Regions from separate parts of the Mus musculus genome. Here regions 1 and 2 are each linked to region 3. Evidence: chromatin contacts called from public Hi-C and HiCAR-type data. All regions are on one chromosome and are shown on one strand. Each heading gives the region's core, a stretch centred on a gene start, on an enhancer-like site or on the middle of the called end of the contact. The rest is flanking DNA. Distances are from core to core; before and after follow the strand shown. Region 1 has its middle 69 kb from the start of Gm40603. Region 2 has its middle 7.4 kb from the start of Gm40603. Region 3 overlaps Hivep2 (human immunodeficiency virus type I enhancer binding protein 2).

Region 1 (2,700 bases), core at 8-2,507, 410 kb before region 3:
CCTTTTTGTAGTCTACAGTTTCTGACACTAGCATGACCTTTCTCTCTTCCTTTCTTAACACCTGCTTAAGTCACACTGGCTGTCACTGTGTCCCCCTCCCTGCCTATATGTCTGCCTCATTTCCTGGCATTCCCTCACACCCCGTGTGACCTTTGCTTTCATCACATTGTCATGTCCTTAGTGTCTAAAATTATTGAAAAAACCTCATTTACCCATGTACACTCTCTACTCTACCATTCTATAAATAGCATATGATTTGATAGTCTTGTCTTAGGATAATAAAAACAGTAATAATATGTCCAGCACAAAACAACTTCTGTAACTTGGAATACAGCCCTTGGTAAGGATGATCAAAACCCTATCTTCCATTTGAGTGCTGCAAAAAAACCAAAAGCCCTGCACTTCACGCCAAGTGCTTATGCTAGTGTTATAGTTAAGTAGTTCTCAACCTATAGGCAGTGAACCCCTTTGAAGGTCGAATGACCATTTCATAAGGGTCGCTTAAGACCATTAGAAAACAGATATTTGCATTATGATTCACAAGAGTCATAAAATTACAATTATGAAGTAGCAACACAAATAGTTCTATGGTTGGGAGGGTCACCACAACATGAGGACGTGTGTTAAAGTGTCACAGCCTTAGGAAGGTTGAGAACCACTGGTCTAGGATAGCCTTCATCTCCAACGGTTTGGTTTAACCACAGTGGCAAAGTCCCTTCTTCAGTGGTACTTTGCCCCAGAAACGACAGCGGATAAAATCCGGAGAAGCCTCGCTTGTCAGCAACCTGTCTTCCAATCCTTAATCAATGGGAAACGTCTGGTAGAGAAGATATTGCTTTAAAAGGACAGCAGTCTAGATAGCTAGAGACACCTGGGTTTGTTTCTTCAAAGGTTTGGGGAGCTCACTGTGAAACACGGACTGCATCCTTCCATTCCTGCCATGGCTATATGAGTCCACTGGGTGACGCCCTGCTCCCTCCTTCAGCTCCTTCAGCCTGAAGGCAAACCATCTAAAGACCAGGCACTCTCTGGATGGTTGGGCTGTCTCTGGTGAGGGCACGGACCTTGTCATTTCTCACGGAATAGTAAGAGGATTTCTTTTATAAGACAATGAAATGATACTATCCCTCACTTTGATTCTCTAAGTACTGTTAAAGTAATACTATAACAAACAGGATTCATCACCTCAAGGATATCAATTTCAGGCAGGCGACTGTAAATATTTACATCACCAGCAGATGGCACTGTCCTATTAACAATAGACTAACAGCCCTAGACCACAGCGTTCTGCATCAATCCTGCAAGGTTGGTGATGCTAGATACTGCACTGCTCAGCTCTTGCGTGGGGTCAGCCTTGAAATCTTTGATCAAACAGCCGAAATGTTTGCTCCGTGCTTTTGGTGAACGCGCATGGTAAATGAAGAAAAGAGAAATGTCCAACCTTCTCTTTAAATTTCATTTTGCCCTTCCCTACTTGCTTAAAATCACATTTCTGAGAGAAAATGTTGTACTGAAAGGAAGAGAAACAAAATACGGCTAAAACTCCTTTCTTTTTCCTTTTCTTTTTTTAAATTGAAATAGATTCTTATCTCATACAATAGATCCCAACAAAACAGTTTCCCCTCCCTTCACCCATCAAGGACCTACTCCCTTTCTTGATCCCTTCAGAAAAGACCAGGCCTCTAAGAGACAATGACCAAATATAACAAAACAAACTACCTCAGACAAGGCAAAAGGCCTCACAGTGAGGCTGAACAAAGCAACCCAATAGGAAGGTCCCAAAAGTAAGCAAAAACGTCAAGAGATACACCTGCTCCCACAGTTAGGGGTCTCATAAAAACAAGCTAACAGCTCCATCGCATACACAGAGGATCTGGTGCAGAGCCACACAGGCCCCAAGCTTGCCACTTCAGTCTCTCTGAGCCCTGCTTAGCTGATTCTGTGGACCACATTCTCCTGGTGTCCTGAATTCAGACCCTCTGACTCTTACAATCTTGCCTCTACTTCTTCCACTGGCTTCCCTGAGCTCTGAGGGGTGGGACATGATGGAGACCCCCAATTTAGATTCTCTCTCCACATACTGTGTCTGCATCCACTCCCACCCGCTGCCAGTGGATGCCTCTCTCATGATGCCTAGAAACGGCATAGACCTATGAGCACAGCAGAATCTTAAAAGGAAACATTTCTTGAGTTTTGTTTCTTTTCGTTTTATTGTTTATTTTTATTTCGTTTGGTTTTGGTTTTGGTTTTGGCAAGTCAAGTTGGGTTCTACCCTAGGTCTCTGGACTATCCAGTCTCCAATTCCTGACCAGTGTCCTTCACGGGGACCCTCTAGTGGAGTGGGCCTCAAACTAAATCAGACGTTAGATGGCCACTCCCAGGAGTTCTGGGCCACCCTTGCTCCAGCACATTTTGCAGGCAGGACAGATTATAGGTCAAAGGTTTTCCGGTTGGGTTGGTGTCCATATTTCTCTTTCAGTAACCTGAAGAGTACCCTCCCACAACAAAGAGACTAGAAAGTCAGGGAGAAGGTTCCATGGAGGAACCAGCTCGACCGCTCCGTGTTCACTGAGCTGTGTGAATGTTCAGTGCTGCTGTTGTGCTCAGCACTGGGGCCCTGCTGTCAGTTTGCAGAGAGCAGCCCTCTGTTTGTGCATCAGCCTCAGTTGTTTGGGAGTCTCCCTGGGACCCCCTCAGCCA
Region 2 (2,700 bases), core at 67-2,566, 350 kb before region 3:
GGTGAAGACCAGGAGGTGGCTAATTTCCTGGCATCTTTATTCATTTTTCAAATGCCACCAAACAGTGTCATTTTCTCAGTTTGTGTGATTTGAAAAAGAATCTCGAAGCTCCAATTAAGCTTGTAATGGATTTGACTATTCTGTCCCTGACTTCACAATGTGTTGGAGTTGGGGCAAGGTGCCAGTCACCTCTTAGAATCCATTATCTCTTGGCATTATCTCTGAGCTTGCTGACTCTGACCACATGCAAACCTTCAGTCTTCGTTTATTTTTTGGTTGCTATGATAAAATATGATAAAGAGCATCTAAAAATAGAGTTAATGTGGCTCGAAATTCCAACTTATAGCCCACAATGGCGAGGAAGACATGGTGGCAAGGAGCTTCAGAGACCTGGTCATAGTCACTTACTATCAATAATAGAAGGAATGAATTAACAGCATGAATGCTAGAAATCAAGCTACCCTCTCCATTTTATATAGTGCAGACTCTCCAACCCAGTGAATGGCCCTGCTCATAATTAAGCTGGTTCTTCCCAGATCAACTAAGAGTCTCCCTAATAAGTACGCCCAAAAGCTTGACTTGTCGATGTGGAATTACAGTCAGTGCCAACCAGCCTAACTTCACCACAGTCAACTTGCCATGCAAACATATCACTTTTAACCCATACCCTGCAACCTTTGTTCCCATAAGCTCATCACCATCTTAATGCATACATACATACATACATATGTATACATATATACATATATGTCTATATACATATATATGTGAGCTTGTGCAGAATGAAAACTGAGTTGCATGTCTCTAGAAAATAATGGCAGAGAGCAAGAAGCACTGTTGTAAAATCAAAGCATAACAAGAAACTATAAAATGAAACAGAACGAAAATCTACCAGGGCAAACACCAAATCCTTCAGCTTCATGTTTAGAATCTGAGGCTTATGACATAGCCAAGCAGTCTCCAAAAGACCTGTGTAGCCCACTCCTCCAACTCTGCTATCCATAGCACATGGTGCTCTCTTAGGCTTAGGCCAGCTCCACTCTATACCTGTAGCCCTCCTTAGTGGATGTTCTAAGGTCCTATAAGGTCCTGGCATCTCCAGTATCCTGGGGTCTCCACTGAAGTTTGGGCTTCACTTTCACAGCGTCACAGACGGTCTTTTCAGGACCTCACTGAAGAGAGTCAAATCCTGTTACACAGTACTTGACTGGCTCACATCTGCCATCCATGAAGACCTCAACATTATAGCTCTGCCTTCAAAACCAGTACTATGTAGATGTCATCGTCACGTTCTGCTGCCAACTCAAGGTGTAGCCTGCCTGTGTGCCTTAGATTAGATCTGAAACAGCCTCTGTGTGCTAGGCTTTCTTTCCTGTTGTCTTAGTGCAGAATGGGAGGTTTCTCTTTAATGGCACCAATCGCTTTGACAGGTAAGATGCCTTGTTGACTGCACTCCACGTGTCTGAAACTTCAACTTTCCCCAACACCTTTCTCTTATTAAACAAGTTAGCCCTTGAACCTTACATCCAATTTCATTTAAATTCTCAGTGCACTGGAATAATGAATCTGGATTATTGCTCAAATAGCACACTGAATGGTCCTTTTCCCAGTTCCGAACACGGTCCTTCTGACCCTCTGAAACCTGCTGTGCTCGAGCTCCACTGTTCCTGTACTTCTCAACATCACTGTCGGGAAAGCTTCACGTAAAATGGCCCACTAATCTCTGCTTCCATCATTCAAACACTCTTAGAAGGTTCAGAACTTCTAGCCTCAAGTTCCAAACTCCTCCCACAAACATTCCTCCCACAAAGCAGTTCCCAAAAAAACTTCTTTGTCCTTTGGACCTGTAGTCCAGTTTAGAATAGCAATGGCCCTACTTCTTGGAACCGATTTCTGTCTTAGTTTCTTTTCCTGTTGCTATGACAACTTATTCTGACAAAGCAGTGTTAAGGAAGAAATGCTTTATTTGGCTCACAAGCCTGGGTGATAGTTCATCACAACATGCAAGTCCCAGCAGTAGAGTATTCAGATGGCTGCTACACCATGCTCACAGATATGCTCAGTGAAAGTGACAGTGAAGGCATAGTTGTGTCTGGTGGTGGTGGTAGTGACATCTGGACTACACTCTCTCTCTCTCTCTCTCTCTCTCTCTCTCTCTCTCTCTCTCTCTCTCTCTCTCTCTGTTATATCCTCAGGAGACAGGAAGTTGTATTCGAAGCAGTAGTTTTTGCATTTCTCTCACATGTGGTTCAAGAGCCACCCACCAAGAGTTGTTCGTTTCTATGGGAAGCCACTGAAAAGAAAATCCTTGTGACAAGCAGATGCATGATTTGCCCTAACTCATAAAGAACCAAATACTATAAGATACACAGTATATAAAGCAGTCAATGTAGTGTCAGCTCAGATTTAATGATCCAGGAGAAACCGATTTTCAATATTATCCTAGAGAGAATAACTGTAAAATGATTACTAATAGTCTGTATATATTAATTAATGCTAGAAATTGTTACAGCGGCAGTTATCCTTAACCTGCTATTGTCTAAATAAAAGATTCAGAGACCTTTTAGATTTATAACAAGCGTTGTAGCACTACAGGTGGGCAGATATAACTCCTCTAAGCTATCTTGTCTGCTTCCCTGCCAAAATCCCCATAAATACTTGCCTGTGTTGCATTTGTGCTGTTTCTTTTCCATCACGACA
Region 3 (2,700 bases), core at 1-2,500:
ACATACAATCTTTTTTTAAAAAAAAAGTATTTCCTCCAAACTAGGCATATCTATTCATGGATGAAATGAAGCACATATATTTGAGCCACAAATATAGATCAAATGTTGGTTTGGATAAATATTATAAAAATTCTAATTTGGTACCACTCAGAAGGGCTCCTCATAAAATGGTTTTCACACAAGTGTATGTTACTCTCCTGACAATTATGAGATTTAGTTAATGAGTCTAAGGATCCTACTTAGCACCTCGAACAAGAAGGTGCATAAAAACTGGAGATTATTGTTAATTCAAATCTGGAGTAATTGATCCTTATTAATCGACTACTAAATAAATATCTGCATAATGCTAATGTCATACACGGACAAGCTGGATTTAGAAGTGGTTAAATCATACAGAAAAGCAATGGACAATGGGCTCAAACATAGTGTAACCTCAAAGATGAAATTCACATGTACTTCAATAGTTTACAGGACATCCAATGTACCTCCTGCCTATGTCAGTACAAGGACAAGAAAATCACCTCCCAAATTTAATCTTTTACTAATGTAACATTCTTCTATTCCACTGAGATTTTAATTCCCATGGTCTTGTTTGCTCTTCAAATTGTTAAACAATCAAGATTGCATCATGGGTGCAGCTGAGTGGTAGCAAGCTTGCCTAACATTCTTTAGGCTCTGTGTTTGATAAGGTGTGCTAGCATGTGGTAATGCCTACACAATGATGTCAGCCCCCCTCAACTACAACTTGCCCTGATTTTTATGCTCCAAGTTTATTTCCCTGAGTAGCCTTCTATAATCTGTAGAAGTTCAAAAGAAACAAAACTATCCTCCCACAGATACACACCAGAAAGAAAAAAACAAGCAAGCAAGCAAACAAACAAACCAAAGACATGATTTCAAGACCCACAGGTCTTACTTAAAACTCTTCTCAAATAGCCTTAAAGTTCTTCACTGCATAAATCAGTTGACAGTTCCCAAGGCTAATGACATCATATGCTACACACATGGGCTAATCATGTGAGGACATTTAAGCTACGCTTTCAAAAGCATAGGTCAGTGTAGCAGAACACAGAGAGTAAAGTGCGTGTTCCACAATATTCCTGGGGTTTAATAGAAACTACTACACAGTATTTTCATCTAACTAAAACTCTGTCAAGTGTTTGACATAAGAAACCTCAGTAGACCTCCCAGTGAACTTTGGCATTTTGGCCGTGTGGCCAGAAGAACAGTCTCCCATGACAAAGCCTATTCATGAGTCAGCCAGGGAAATAAGCACAATGCTTGCTTAGCTGACGGCTCTTCCCTTTATCGTACTGGCAAGCATGCGCGACACGGGCATCCGCGGTACTAAATTATAGATTGTATATCGTTCTAAAATGCAGTTTCAAGGGTTATGTAAACATGTCTTATTAATAAGCCTAGGTTGACGTGCTTTGGTTTCCGTTGTTTGAAGTCTACCAGGGAGAAAGAGATCAGCAAAATATCTGCAAATTCGAGATAATACATCCACAGCTACTGATGTATTACTGTCCTAAGTTTGCAAAATGGTTCATATTTAAAAAAAAAAAACACACAGAAAGAAAAGAAAACCTCACTTTACCTAAACAATGGCTTAAATGACTATGAAGGGGTCTGTCCTGCAGGGTCCCCAGGCCTGATATTTAGGTTTTGCCCCAGATGCCCTTGTCAGTATTTCCACAACAAAGTCAAAGGTGGCCTTTGGAAGGAGGGTTAAAGAGGAGGCTTCCTGTCAGGGCTTTACAACAGAGAATCAACAGAGGCCCTGTGAGGTCAGCATTATTCAGCACTGGGGCCTCCTTTCCGGGACCCCTCCGGATGCTCGGGGTCCCCAGGCTGGGCGGTCCGCGGCCAGTGCTCACCCTGGCTTTCCGCCCAGGCAGCCCCTGCCAGGCCTTGCACCCAGAGCCCTTGCGCAACCAGGGTGCTCCGCATGGGCCCCGAAACTAGGCCGGCTGCTAGAGCAGCGAGCCCCACTTTCTCCAGGCAGGAAGTGGGGAGGCGGAGAGCATTTCCTGTTGTGCACTGACAGCCAGGGAGACGTCATCGCAGTCAGCGCCTTCGGATGGCCGCCCCTGGGCCAAAGGTCAGCTGCCGGCAGGGCGGGGGCTCGCAGGCGGGGGCGTGCGCTGAGACTCCCGCTGCAACGCTGCGCCTCCCGGGTCTGCAGTCCCACAAGAGGCCACCTGACGCCTTACGGTCCTGCAGGACTCAACTCCCGCCCACCAACCCCCGCCCGGCCCCAGCAAGAAGAGGCATGCATCTTCAGAGGCTGAAGAAGCACTTTCCTTGCCCGATCCTGATTGCAGTTTCCCTAATAGGACTCTCTACCAGGAATCTTTTTTTTGTTTGTTTTGTTTTGTTTTGTTTTGTTTTTCGAGACAGGGTTTCTCTGTATAGCCCTGGCTGTTCTGGAACTCACTTTGTAGACCAGGCTGGCCTCAAACTCAGAAATCCACCTGCCTCTGCCTCCCAAGTGCTGGGATTAAAGGCGTCCGCCACCACACCTGGCTACCAGGAATCTTTTAAAGCATCAAAAGTTGCCTGCCCTCCCCCTTCCTCCCCTCGAGCCCCACTTTTTATCTCCAATATTGATTCCTTAAACAACTGACACATGGCAGAAATGAAAGCTGATTTCCATACTGCGCACCTCCAATGAAGTCGAAGACAAACAGGAAATGC

Evidence for each region. Hi-C and Micro-C count contacts between places; a contact is called where the count stands out from the background. HiCAR-type assays count read pairs that join an accessible place to other places.
Region 1: a contact with region 3 is called in a HiCAR-type map of PVALB interneurons, with 4 times the contacts expected there. The contact joins two enhancer-like sites. A contact is called at or near these places in 1 of 39 promoter capture datasets (hippocampal neurons), 1 of 15 datasets of contacts at CTCF or cohesin (the NIH/3T3 cell line), 18 of 484 Hi-C or Micro-C datasets (the C2C12 cell line, the N1E-115 cell line, adipose-derived mesenchymal stem cells and 8 more) and 1 of 115 datasets of contacts at active chromatin or transcription factors (PVALB interneurons).
Region 2: a contact with region 3 is called in a Hi-C map of CD4 T cells, with 2.9 times the contacts expected there. The contact joins two enhancer-like sites. A contact is called at or near these places in 24 of 484 Hi-C or Micro-C datasets (the C2C12 cell line, CD4 T cells, adipose-derived mesenchymal stem cells and 14 more) and 5 of 115 datasets of contacts at active chromatin or transcription factors (CD8 T cells, T-cell acute lymphoblastic leukemia, embryonic forebrain and 2 more).

The regions. Positions count from the first base shown.
Region 1 is chr10:14,389,733-14,392,432 of GRCm38.p6, reverse strand. No RefSeq gene overlaps it. Among named protein-coding and RNA genes, the nearest start is that of Gm40603, 69 kb to the right of the region's middle. Within about 2 kb of position 1,257, at least 17 of the 459 cell types and tissues checked have an H3K27ac peak or open chromatin away from gene starts, as enhancers often do. A contact at or near this core is called in PVALB interneurons and cortical neurons, where this site is marked.
Region 2 is chr10:14,328,472-14,331,171 of GRCm38.p6, reverse strand. No RefSeq gene overlaps it. Among named protein-coding and RNA genes, the nearest start is that of Gm40603, 7.4 kb to the right of the region's middle. Within about 2 kb of position 1,316, at least 18 of the 459 cell types and tissues checked have an H3K27ac peak or open chromatin away from gene starts, as enhancers often do. A contact at or near this core is called in CD8 T cells, T-cell acute lymphoblastic leukemia, cortical neurons and 1 more, where this site is marked.
Region 3 is chr10:13,982,386-13,985,085 of GRCm38.p6, reverse strand. All of the region lies in intron 1 of Hivep2 (human immunodeficiency virus type I enhancer binding protein 2), which reads right to left. Among named protein-coding and RNA genes, the nearest start is that of Hivep2, 17 kb to the right of the region's middle. Within about 2 kb of position 1,250, at least 300 of the 459 cell types and tissues checked have an H3K27ac peak or open chromatin away from gene starts, as enhancers often do. A contact at or near this core is called in CD8 T cells, PVALB interneurons, T-cell acute lymphoblastic leukemia and 2 more, where this site is marked.